Regions from separate parts of the Sus scrofa genome. Here region 1 is linked to region 2. A link is a contact called in public Hi-C data. All regions are on one chromosome and are shown on one strand. The core of a region is the stretch at or near the end of the contact, and the rest is flanking DNA. Distances in the headings are between cores, read along the strand shown.

The links. Hi-C and Micro-C count contacts between places; a contact is called where the count stands out from the background.
Region 1: a Hi-C map of skeletal muscle shows a contact between it and region 2, with 4 times the contacts expected there. The contact joins the enhancer-like site here to the promoter of PATL1 in region 2. A contact is called at or near these places in 3 of 47 Hi-C or Micro-C datasets (embryonic fibroblasts, epiblast stem cells and skeletal muscle) and 2 of 2 datasets of contacts at active chromatin or transcription factors (alveolar macrophages and skeletal muscle).

Annotation. Positions count from the first base shown.
Region 1 is chr2:11,892,854-11,899,203 of Sscrofa11.1, forward strand. All of the region lies in intron 7 of OSBP (oxysterol-binding protein 1), which reads left to right. Among named protein-coding and RNA genes, the nearest start is that of OSBP, 20 kb to the left of the region's middle. Within about 2 kb of position 3,623, at least 14 of the 83 cell types and tissues checked have an H3K27ac peak or open chromatin away from gene starts, as enhancers often do. A contact at or near this core is called in skeletal muscle, where this site is marked.
Region 2 is chr2:11,822,442-11,828,899 of Sscrofa11.1, forward strand. PATL1 (protein PAT1 homolog 1) reads left to right here and starts at 4,375. Exons shown (of 19, transcript XM_021082992.1): 1 at 4,375-5,574. The coding sequence starts at 5,560.

The DNA of each region.
Region 1 (6,350 bases), core at 2,373-4,872, 70 kb after region 2:
AGCCCACTGAACGAGGCCATGGATCAAACCCTCATCCTAATGGATGCTAGTTGGGTTCATAACCTGCTGAGCTACAACATGAACTCCCCAAAACTAGCTGCTTTAATTTTGCCTGTGGATCTGATACGTTTCCAGATTGCCTAGAATCAGATGCGTATGTTCAGTAATAGTTGTTTATGAGCAAATTCCTATGCTAGATGTGCTGGGGATGTGCAAAGATAAGTAGAGCCTTGTTTCTGTTTTCAAGACGAGTATAGTTCAAGAGATAGGCCTGAAAACAGGTAGAAAATATTCCTTTCTGGGAGTTCCCATCGTGGTTCGGTGGTAACAAATCCAACTAGTATCCATAAGGACTCGGGTCGGGTCCCTTGCCTCACTCAGTGGGTTAAGGATCCAGCCTTGCCGTGAACTGTGGTGTAGGTTGCAGACGCAGCTCGGATGCCAAGTTGCTGTAGCTGTGGTGTAGCTCAGCAGCTGTAGCTTAGATTCTCGACCCCTAGCCTGGGAGCCTCCATATATATGGGGCAAGTACGGCCCCAAAAAGCAAAAAAAAAAAAGAAGAAGAAAATATTCCTTTCTGTAATAGTGTGATGGGAAGTACCGTACATACAAACATTTGGGGAGCATGAAAACAAAACCAATTCGTTCCAACCAGGCGGATGTGGACTCTCGCCATGGTGAAGATGGCTTTGGGCTGACCCCCCTGCCTCCCATCATGCCCTTCCCCAGTCTGTCCACACTGTTTTATTTATTTTTATTTTATTTTTTTAGTTTTTGCTTTTGTCCACACTGTTTTAAAAAAGTAATTTTTTTAAAATTGCAAATGTAGTTATGTCATTCCTTAGCTTAAAATCCTGTTCTTGGAGTTCCCGTCGTGGCTCAGTGGTTAACGAATCTGACTAGGAACCATCAGGTTGTGGGTTTGATCCCTGTCCTTGCTCAGTGGGTTAAGGATTCGGTGTTGCCGTGAGCTGTGGTGTAGGTCGCAGATGTGGCTCGGATCCCGTGTTGCTGTGGCTCTGGCGTAGGCTGGCAGCTACAGCTCCGTTTTGACCCCTAACCTGGGAACCTTCATATGCTGCACGAGCAGCCCTAGAAAAGGCAAAAAGACAAAAAAAAAAAAAAAATCCTGTACTTAAAATTCTTACTGCTTTGAGCTTAGTCCAGATTCCTTAGTGAGCTTCATACTTCCTCCTGAGGCTGAGGCTCCGCCCGTACACATCAGCGGTCTAGTCCTGGGGAGTTACCTTCAGATGCTCACCCACATCTTGGTTTTTTCCTCTCAGGGTATTTGCACACCCTGCTCTTTCTGCCCAAACCTTCATCAGCTCCCAATCCACACTTGTCACTTTACTTTTGCTCTGGCTGACACCTTTTTCTTTAGGATTCAGCTATAGTGTCCTCTCTTTCAGCAAACCTTCCCCTGTGCATGCGTTCAGGGTGAGCTGTCTTTCCCCTGGGTTCCAACAAGTTCCACTGTTTATTTCTAGGCAGTGGTTTCACTCACTCCACAAGTGTTTACTGACTGACTTTCTGTTTGGGGTTGTATCAGTGTGTCAGTTAGGTATAGATTCAGTTTGTTTTTATTTTTTATTCTTTTAGGGCCGCACCTGTGGCATAGGGAGGTTCCCAGGCTAGGGGTCTAATCGGAGCTGTAGCCACTGGCCTATGCCAAAGTCACAGCAACGCCAGATCTAAGCCTCATCTGTGACCCTATACCACAGCTCATGGCAACGCTGGATCCCTAACCCACTGAGTGAGGGCAGGGATCGAACCCACGTCCTCATGGATGCTAGTCAGATTCGTTTCTGCTGAGCCACAATAGGAACTCCTAAATTCAGTCTAAAGAAGCAAATAAAATATATTGGTTTAGACCAAGGGTCAGCAAACTGGCCTTGGGGCCAAATCTAGCAGCTGTCTTTACAGCCTGCAAGCTAAGAATAGGCTTTATTTTTTTTTAATTAAAAAAAATTTTTTTTTTGTCTTTTTGCAATTTCTTGAGCTGCTCCCGTGGCATATGGAGGTTCCCAGTCTAGGGATCCACTCGGAGCTGTAGCCGCTGGCCTACACCAGAGCCACAGCAACGTGGAATCCGAGCCGTGTCTACAACCTACACCACAGCTCACGGCAACACCGGATCGTTAACCCACTGAGCAAGGCCAGAGATCGAACCCTCAACCTCATGGTTCCTACTCAGATTCTTTAACCACTGTGCCACAATGGGCACAGAACTCCCCGCTTTATATTTTTAAATGGTTGGAAAAAAATCAGGAGGATAGTATTTTGTGATGTGAAAATTATATATACTTGAGATGTTAAGGTCCATGAAGTTTTATTGGAACATGGTAAATGCTCATTCATACACTGATTGTCTGTGGCTGCTTTCATCCTACAGCAGTAATGCTGAGTAGATGTGACAGAGGCCATATGGCCCTCTAAGCCTAAATATTTACTATCTAGCCTTTCACAGAAAAAGCTGACCAACTCCTGCCTTAAACAAATATTAGCTTAACTCATTATCATGTTAAAATCCAGAAGTAGGTGGTTGGGGCTGGTACCATACTCTGCAGTGTTGGGACCAGGCTCCTTTCTGTCCTTTTGTCCTGCTCTGTGGCCTCAGTTCCTAGGGGCTAAGTGGCTGCTCCAGCTCAGGCCATTAGGGTCTCATTCCAGCAGCAGGAAAAAGGCAAGAGGAGAAGGGCATGCCCTGCCTTTTAAGGGTGCTTCCTAGAAATTGCATAAATATTTTCCCTTTAGTCTCTTTGGCCAGAACTTATGTGGCCTTAGCTAGGTGGACAAGGAGCTGGAAATAAGGACTTTTTCTTTTTTGGTGGCAGGGCTTAAATAAAAATCAGGGATTCTGCTACCGATAGAAGGGAGGAGTGGAGAGTGAGGGTGGCTGCAGGCTCAGCCCCAGTCAGGTGCATGGCCTACAGAAATACAGATAGCATTCTTCCGGCCTCTTGGGGCTTATGGACCAGTCAGTGGTTTCTGCCTCTGTGTAGACCGGGTTCCTCTCGGGCAGAGACTGTGGTATTGGTCTTTATATCCTTGATGCTTAGCCAGTGCCTGGCACATACATATCCTTCAGCACATGTTAAAGTAATTAATTAACTGGGTCTTGGAAAACAAATAGATTCCTCTGTAAGCACATGGGATTTTTGTTAGAAAGATACTGGCCTCCAGACAAGCAAAGGCCGTGAGTAAGCACCCTGAAGACACATAAAAGAACTGGTTCACTGGGGACCTAAAAGGCAGCCCCACTTGCCTAGTGCCCTGAAGGAAGCGATGGGAGGCTAGGCTGGAAGGCATGTCACTGCAGCCTCAGAAATGCAGTTCCTGCTCAGAGATAGCTTCTGAGTCTAGGGGGCCTCCCTGTCTTTCTTAACCATTAGTTCCTTGTTGACATTGTGACAAGGAATGTGCAGTCCTGTACCTGTTTGCCTGCGGATCTAGTCCTTGCCCTTTCCCTGCTCTGTGTGTGTCACAGAAAGCTGATCCCTCCAGGCTGTGTTTCTCAGGCTTCCATGTCTGTTGGGCTCTGGCCGGGTTCCACCACGGCAGGGTACCAGTAGGAGATTGGAGCAGGGAGGAAGGGAAAAACCCGAGGGTGCTCCCCGCCCTGACTGCATTCTCTGGGGCAGTGCTCTGGCAGCAGCTGTGTGGCTCTAGTTTCCACTGGACAGGCCCCCTGAGGTCTTAGCTGCTGCCACATGCCTCTGGTCTCTGTGCTGCAGTAATACCACTGCTTCTCTCTGTGCCGCCCACCTGCCGATGGTTACAGCTTCCTGCTGCTGCTAATCTCTAGGTTGTCTTTTTTGGCTGCCCAGCTCTCCATCAGCTGTAAAACTAATTCCCTGCTTCCTTCCACTTTAAATTCTCAGATTTATTTGTTTCCCTGTTGCGTCACTGAGTGGTAAAATGGCCAATATGAAAAGCTTAGCACTTTCAGAGAAACCGTGGTTCCTGAAAGTTGTTGTGGTGGGGGGGAGTAGGGCTGTGTGTGTGAGATAAACGGAGATGGTATAAGGATGTAGCGATTCTAGGCCCGGGCAGTGCTGATCTGTCCCATGGCCACCAACTGGCCCATTTTTCTCAAAATATATGGAAATGTTACTGCATGGTGCCTGCAGTTCTGGCGTAGTTAATAAGTACCCTCTTTAGAAAAGACCCTCGAGGACTTGAGTTATTTCTGTTTCCCCTCTGTGCATTTTTTCCTATCATACTGCTTTTCTCTCAGTGTCGAGAAGATGGTTTTGGGACATGGCATACTCTTTTAGTTGAGGCAGGATAGATCTTACTTCCCCATTGAGAAATTTTCAGAGAAATGCTTGCTATATTTCTCAGAGGAAAAACAGGCTCTAGTATATTATTTATTTTTTTAAATGTATAAATGGGAATTCCCATCGTGGCTCACTGGTTAACAAATCCAACTAGGAACCATGAGGTTGCAGGTTCGATCCTTGGACTCGCTCAGTGGGTTAAGGATCCCGCGTTGCCGTGAGCTGTGGTGTAGTTCGCAGTTATGTCTTGGATCTGGCATTGCTGTGGCTCTGGCATAGGCCGGTGGCTATAGTTGCGATTCGACCTCTAGCCTGGGAACCTCCATATGCCATGGGTGCGGCCCTAAAAGATAAAATAAAATAAAATGTACACATGCATAGCAATAAATAAGAAACTATTAATAATAGTTCTGCTTGGGTGATGGTTTTTCCAGTAGTTTTCCTTTGTGCTTTGTTTCCAAAGTTTGTTATAGTGGAAATTACAAGATATTTCATAATTGGGAGGACAGTTAATATTAGGGTAGTGTGTGACTCAGAAATTGGCGGGTAGGAAGTGGGACAACAAGGCAAAAAAAGAAAGAAAAAGAGCTTGGGCTGTAGGAAAGAAAAGTGCTGTTTTTGTCGGTTTTATTAACTGAAATGTTGCTTTAGCTCAGCTCCACACAGTAGAAGTTTTTTCTTCCTCCCTCTGTTCTCTGGACTCAGAACTCAGGCTAGTGATATTCAGGCTTGTTTAGCTGTAGTGCTGGTTACATAAGCTTTATGGACTAGCCTGGGAACCTAACCTCTTTTTATAGTAATTTTCTAAGTGGTAAAGTCATCGTAAATTCCACTCAGTCAACTTAGAAGCTAACTCTTTGGAGGGGGTGGGGGACAATGTCTCTTTTGTTCATTTCTCTATACCCACTGGTTTGTATAGGACCTGGCACAGGTAAGGGCTCAATAAATATTTGTGGAATGAATGGACAGCTCCCTGACAGTGGCCTACAGATACACACTTGCTTTATCCTGTGGCTCAGTGCCCTAAGTTGGCTCTAAAACTTGGAAGGTATAGGGTTCCTGTTGTGGCTCAGCAGTTTAAGAACCCGACTAGTGTCCATGAGGATGCAGGTTCAATCCATGGGCTCATTCATGGGTTAAGGATCTGTCTTTGCTGCAAGCTGTAGTGTAGACCAGCGGGAACTTCCATATGCCTCAGGTGTGGCCCTAAAAAGAAAAAAAAAAAAACCTTGAATGATGGACACACTCCTGGCTCTCTCTCAGCCCCCAGGCTGAGCACTCTAGTCCAGAAACACAACTGTCCAGGCTCAGAGGAGAAAGCAGAACCCTGGTCTGATGTAGAACTGAATCGAGACTCCAGGCCATCATCTGCTCCACCAGTGCAAGCTGACTTTTGTACTGTTTCTCCTGCCAGTCAGGACACACCTGCACTTAGAATTTACTACCTTTTCTTTCCACCCTCGAAAATGTCAGGTGCCTCACTTTCTCTCTGGGTATACTTGTGCTAAAGTACTTTTTTTTTTTTTTTTTTTTTTTTTTTTTTTTTTTTTTTTTTGTCTTTTTGCCTTTTCTTGAGCCGCTCCCGAGGCATATGAAGGTTTCCAGGCTAGGGGTCTAATCAGAGCTGTAGCCACCAGCCTACACCAGAGCCACAGCAACATGGGATCCAAGCCAAGTCTGCGACCCATACCACAGCTTACAGCAGCGCCAGATTCTTAACCCACTGAGCAAGGGCAGGGCTCGAACCCGCAACCTCATGGTTCCTAGTCGGATTCGTTAACCACTGTGCCACGACGGGAACTCTTATTAAAGTACATATCTTCTTTGATGCTCTCATTCAGTAGCTTTTTGATAACAGTCTCCCATGGGCCAGGCATGATATGCAGGCATGATAGGCATGGATATGCAGTGGGGAGCAGGACAGGCACGGTTCCCATCGCAGAGAGTTTACAGTTAGTGAAGGAAATGAAAATGGTGGTGATTCCCACCACGCACTGACACAGACAGTTGACCAAGGAGAATGGGCTGCTTTGGGGTTAGATCTCAGGGTTGCTCTACCGAGCAAAG
Region 2 (6,458 bases), core at 3,125-5,624:
AAAAGGGATACTGCAGATGAGACTAAGGATCCTGAGATGAGGAGATCATCCTGGATTATGCAGTTGCATCCACTGTTATCACAGACTATTTATAAGAGGGAGGAAGAAGGGTAGGAGAGAGAAATGTGACCACAGAAGGAGAGGGAGAGAGAGTTTGGAAAATGCTATGGTGTTGGCTTTGAAGATGGAGGATGAGGCCATAAGCCAAGGAATGTAAGCATCCTCTAGAAACTAAAAACAGTAAGAAGACAAATTCTCTCCTAGCGTTTCCAGAAGGAATACAGTTCTATAACCTATTTTAGATTGTGACCTACAAAACTAGAAGAGAATAAACATGTGTCATTTTAACCCACTAAGTTTGTGATAACTTGTTACAGGAGCAATAATAAACTACAATTTACTAAGATACTACAATTCAACACTTATCATACCCAATAAACTACCCAGGTCCTGCTTCAGACATTTTACATAACAGATTCTCAACTTCTTACATCAGACTCTCATATATATATGAGCTGGGAGTTCCTGTCATGGCTCAGTGATAACAAATCTGACTAGTATCCATGAGGTTGCAGGTTCAATCCCTGGCCTCACTCAGTGGGTTAAGGATCCAGCATTGCCATGAGCTGTGGTGTAGCTTGCAGACATGGCTTGGATTCCATATTTCTGTGGCGTAGGCCAGCAGCTGCAGCTCTAATTCCATCCCTAGCCTGGGAACCTCCATATGCCTCAGGAGTGGCCCTAAAAAAAAAAAAAAAAAAAAAAAGGCAAAAAAATATATATATATAATATACATATCATGAGCTATTGGAGGCGGTCATTAAAAGGACATGATCACCGTTGACCTGTGAGCTGGAACTTGGCAAACGGACACTCCTCACCCCCTCCCCAGACCTTGGAAGGTATGCTCTGCCCACCATTCCCACAGTGGGAGCTATTTTCAAGGACAAGAGAGTAAGGTGTTGTTGACACCAGCTGGAGGGTATACAGGTACATGTGAGCGGACCCTACTAAGGGCTCTATGCAGATTTTAAGGTTCTGGAAGGTTGAAATCTACTTGTCTTGCAGCTGCCCAAGACAAGCTTCACATGTAAATGCTCCTGCATTGAGCTGCTTCCTCCACCTACCCATCTGGAGTGACTGCTTTTCCTTGATCTCTCCTTGCCCTCCACCTACAGGGCCCAGTTTGTGAACCAACATGAGCACTTGTCGCATATTTATCGCATTCATGAGAGAATGAGCAGCAGGGTAGGTGGTTCAAAAGAGAATACAAGAAACTGAACTATAACCAACAGGAAAAAAAGAATGCTGGAATAAAACTCAAATGTTATATATAATGCCAGTTACTAGCCAGCACGGCAATAAAACTGTCCCCTTTGGGATTACCCTTACTATCAAAATGAAATCATCTCAACTGGAAATAATTTGTAATTCAGCAATCTTCTACCAAGTAATATCTAACTTTGTTGAGTCTAGTAACTCACTACTGGTAAATACTAAGTCAAATAAAGTCACCTCTTCTAGAACTTCAAATGATTCTCAAGTAGGCTTGTTAGACAGTGCTCTTATTACATCACAGAAAGGGCACACAAAACCCTTTTTCCTGATTTCCAAGTTTTGTATAATTTTTCTACACAGACTTCTGGTTACCTATTAATGAGTAACAAACTACTCCAAAATTTTGTGGTTTAAAACCACAGTCATTTTATTTTAACACCACAGCTTTATGGATGAGGTTTTTGGGAAAGGCTCAGTTGAGAGAGTATTTGCTCCATGTGGTGCTGAATGGGGTGACTCGATGATATTCAGCTGGCAGCTGAACTGGTCTGGAGAGCCCAAGACAGCTTCATCCACATGTCTTGTGTGGCTGGTAAACTGGATCCAGCTGGACCCGTCTCCCTCTCCATGTAGTGCCAAGGCCTTTTCATGTGACCGCTTCAGCAAGACAAGTGGGCATCTAACATGGACTTACATTGTCAGTCTTCTTAAAGACTAGACACAGCTGACATTGCATCGCCTCCCCAGCACTCCACGGGTCTATCACAGTCCAGGCCAGATTCAAGGAATGGTGGAAACAGAAAACACCTCTTCAGAGAGGACAAAGACTCTGTGGCCTTGTTTACAAGTTTTGCATTATATTTTAATTTCTATTATATTGCTAAGCCTTTTGTCCTAAAATCTGCTGCACCAAGGGTTCCTCCCTGTAACTTTCTAGGACATTTGTTACAACCTTGTAGACTACATGAGAAATGACCCTCTGGGCAGCCCACCACTCTTTTCCCCACCTCTTTATAACCTTTGCAAGCACCCGAGGACAATGTTTAAAAGCAACCATTCTCAAAGCCTAGTCCTAGAACCAACAGCATCAGCATCACCTGGGAACTTCATATAAATGCAATTTTTAGGTCCCATTGCAGACCTGCTGAATCAGAAAATCTGGGGAGTGGGGTGGCCCAGGAGTCTGGTTTTTGTTTTTCTTTCTTGTTTATGGCAGCACCTGTGGCATATGGATGTTCTCAGGCTAGGGGTCGGATCAGAGCTGCAGCTACATGCCCACACCACAGCCATGGCCACCAGATAAGAGACTCGTCTTTGATCCATGCTGCAGCTTGCAGCAATGCCACAGCCTAACCCAGAGTGAAACTAAGGATCAAACCCACACCCTCACAGAGACAGCATTAGGTCCTTAACAAAGAGCCCCAAGGGGAACTCCCAGGAGTCTATTTTAACAAGCCCTCCTGGTGAAGCTGTTGTATAACACTTGTTGTACATTACTTGATGAAAATTAATACATCATCTGAAACTAGGCTCACAAAAAGTACATTTTGTTCCTTTACCATGATCTAAGAAATAGGATGTATAGAATCTGTAAATACCGCAGTGGATTTTTTTTACAACCTTTGGAAAAAGGATGGCAAGGCCAGAGAAAGCATGATAGCGATGCTAATTGATGTCGCCTCTCAACTGTCAATCGCCTTTTCCACCTAGCTGGTGTGCAGGAGAGACTTTTCTTCCACTCACTCAAGAGACACTCTCCAAAGGCCTCATATCTTATTTCGAAAGAATTACTTGTGAAAAGAATTTTTACCCTCTCCATCTTAATAATGGGCCTACACAGCTCAAGAAAATACATTTGCCTAAAGTGGCCCTCATTCATCTCCCTCAAAGACAGCTGTTGCATGAGAAAAACATAATTTTATCGACCATCTCTATCTTGTTTTCTGTTTCTTTCATTTCTGCTCTTTACTATTTCCTTATTTATCCTTTCTTTGACATCATCCTATAGTTCATTTACATTCAGGCTTTCCTATTCTCTCATAGAAACTGCTTTAGCTGTATCTCAAGTCTTTATACGTTAATAAGTTTATCTACTTTCCACTATGTTTTCTCAAGCAGTCCATTAATTAGAAGTGTGGAGTTTTTTAAAATGTTCTGATGTCTGGAGTTCTCATTGTGGCACAGTAGGTTAAGTATCCAGTGTTGTATTTGAGGTGGCTCCAATCGCTGCTGAGGCACAATTTCCATTCCCTGCCTGGTGCAGATCCAGTTAAAGATCTGGTGTTGCCACAGCTGTGGCAAAGGTCACACCTGTGGCTTGGATTTGATCCCTGGCCCGGGAACTTCATTTGCCACCAGTGCAGCCAAAAAAAAAAAAAAAAAAAAAAAAAAATTCTGACATAATGATCAGAAAACTTGATCTGCAACATCTAGAATCAGCAAACTCTTTCCGTAAAGGGCCAGAGTAATTATTTCAGGCTTTGCTAGCCAAATAGCCTCCATTGAAAGTATTCAATTATGCCTTTGTTGCCCCAAAGCAACTAAAGACAATATGTAAATAAATGAAGATGGCCGTCTTCCCACAAAACTTTACTTTGAAAAAAAAAGGCAGCTAAGCAGATTTGGCTGTGGGTCACACTTTCCCAACCTTTGGTCTATATGGCACCAATTCTCACTGTTAAGAAGTGCCCCTACCTAATACATGAACTTTTGTAGTGTTCTATGCGTGCTTAAAAGTTATCATCTTATCCCCAGCCTGCTCCACTTTAACATTTAGGTCTGTCCCATGTAAATATCCTCTTTTGTTAAACTGTCACAATGATTAAGAGACTGGGTTTCTGGAATGAGAGACCTGGTTGCCGCTTGCCATTGAGTGGTTTAGGATAAACTGCTTAACATCTCTAATCCTCAAATTCCTCATCTATGGAGAAAATAATACCACCTACCTCACCGGATTGGCATAAGGCAGACTTCAACCATCAGTAGAAGTACTACTGGAATCATCATGCCATTGAACCACTACTTTGTGAGGCAGGTATCATTAATCCCGTTTTCCAAAGAAATTAAGGCTCAGACACGTTTAGGTAACTTGCCCCAAATCTGACGGCCCAGTGGCAAAGCACTGATTCCCACCCAGAACTTCTATTTCCAAATCCAAGTTTCCACTACTCAGGCTCTGATTAATCCGGTCATACCACCACGTAAGGAATTTACTCTATGCCACTCCCAGGCGAGGCTGCACTTTAAGACACCGGAGAAAGGAGTTGCGAAACTGCACAAGAATTCGTGGTGCAAGGACTAAATTTCGTAGCCAAGTTTAGTCTTCAAGGGGAAAGAGTGAGTTCGGCTAGCGGAGATAACAGTTCTCCAAAGAGACTTCTGAAAACAGGCTGCCAAGGCACCTGGACAAATGCTTTTCTGGTCCTGATCCTCTAAGGAGGTGGTGTCACCCTACGGCGCACTCAGCCTCGATGACCTTGCTGCCCACGGCTGTGCTGCCTTTTTTGGCTCCCTCACTCCACACGCTTGATGTGCCTGAGCCCTAAAAATACCTCCCTGGTTGAACCTCCCTAATAAGCCTTCGGTTTAAAGAAAAGAGGAAAAAAAAGCCTTCATCTCTGAGACACATAAATCACAGCCCTGACCTGCTGTTGACTCAGCGGGTGACGTGCCGCTGAAAGTGGCGACGAACTCAGCCCCTTTCGATGACCTGAACTTTAACTTTTTTCCCCTCCACTCGGTGCCTATCGTATGTCGTGAAGACCGCCAAGCAACCCGAAGACGGTGTTGGACGCTGGAAAAAGTGCCCAGGAATGTCCATTTCTCCCAGCCTAAGCTAAGCCTGGGACTCTCCAAAGCCATATCCTGTGACAATCACAAGGCTTTTCTCCGCCCCGTCGGTGACGGAAAACTCGTGACTCGAACCTCAGCGTCGGGCGGGCGCAGAGAAGCCGGGGGCGGAGCTACAGGTTCGGATCGCGAGGAAGCCCCCGACGGGTGGCGCGTGCGCAGTCTCTCGCCACGGGACCTCCTTCCCGCCGCCGAGACTAGGAAGCGGGACGCCAAATCTGTCCCCGCGCAGCCGCCGCCGCCGGGCGCGGAGCGGGGCGGCCGCCCTCCCCGAGGCGCGCCTGCGCACGTTCCCACGCACGCTCCGGCGTACGGCGGCGGCCAGGGGTCGCGAGCCGGTGGAGGACCCGCGCGCGGAGGAGCCCGGAGAGTCAGCGCTTCTTCCCTCCCTCCCCCATTCCCCTCCCCGCTCCCTCCCCCCCCTCCCCAAGAATGTTCCGCTACGAGGTGAGCTGTTGCGACCGGAAGTGACCCCTCCCTCCCGCCGGCACGCGCCCCCCTCTCTGTTTCTCTCACGCTCAGCGCGTCGGTCCGCGCCCCTCGGGGGGAAAAGGGGGGGCGGAGGGGCCGGCAGGACCGAGCAGAGTGTGTGGGCTCTGGGGTCGCGGGTTTAGTCCAAGGGCTGTGAGCTGGCTTCGTGGGGGCGGGACTGTCCTATCAGTTGCTACTGAGGAGAGTTGACCTCTGTTTGGGGGTGGGGAGGGCCCGTTAAGTGCGGTAACCAACCACCCCCCACCCCACCGTACCCCCGGTGGGGCTCGGCATTGAGAGCCTTGCACCCACCCGGTGGCACTTAAGGCTTAAGGAAGAGCCACAGGGTAAAGCCCAGGGACGCATTTCCCGCCTAAGACCCAGAACTATCATCTCGCATTAATTACACATAGCCCCTTACTCGCAGGCAACCGTCAGGTCACCCGGGCCTGCACTTGCCCTTTGACTGGGGCGGAAGACTGTTTACTGATGAGAGCTCCGAGTGGGGAAGGGGCGTGTCCAGCAGAAGTTTTTTCTGGGCGAATGGAGGGAAACTGGGGGTTCGTGATGGTCCCTGGAATACAGCAACAGAGTTATGACGCTACCACTGAGTCTCTGTATGACCTTTAGCGACTGCTAATCACTAGACAGAGTTTCTGGATTTGTAGAAAGGGTGGGTCTAGACGATCCCTTTCCAACCTAAAAAGCAGTGATTCGGTGAAGTAGATCTTTGTGATTTGGGAATGCTTCTGGAAGTTGCCTCTGATGTGGATGCAGTTGCACATGCTTGCTTTGTCTAAGTTTGGAAGGACCTAAGATGGCCCTTTGGCCTAACGTTTCTTTTGGGAACAGCCTAGCTG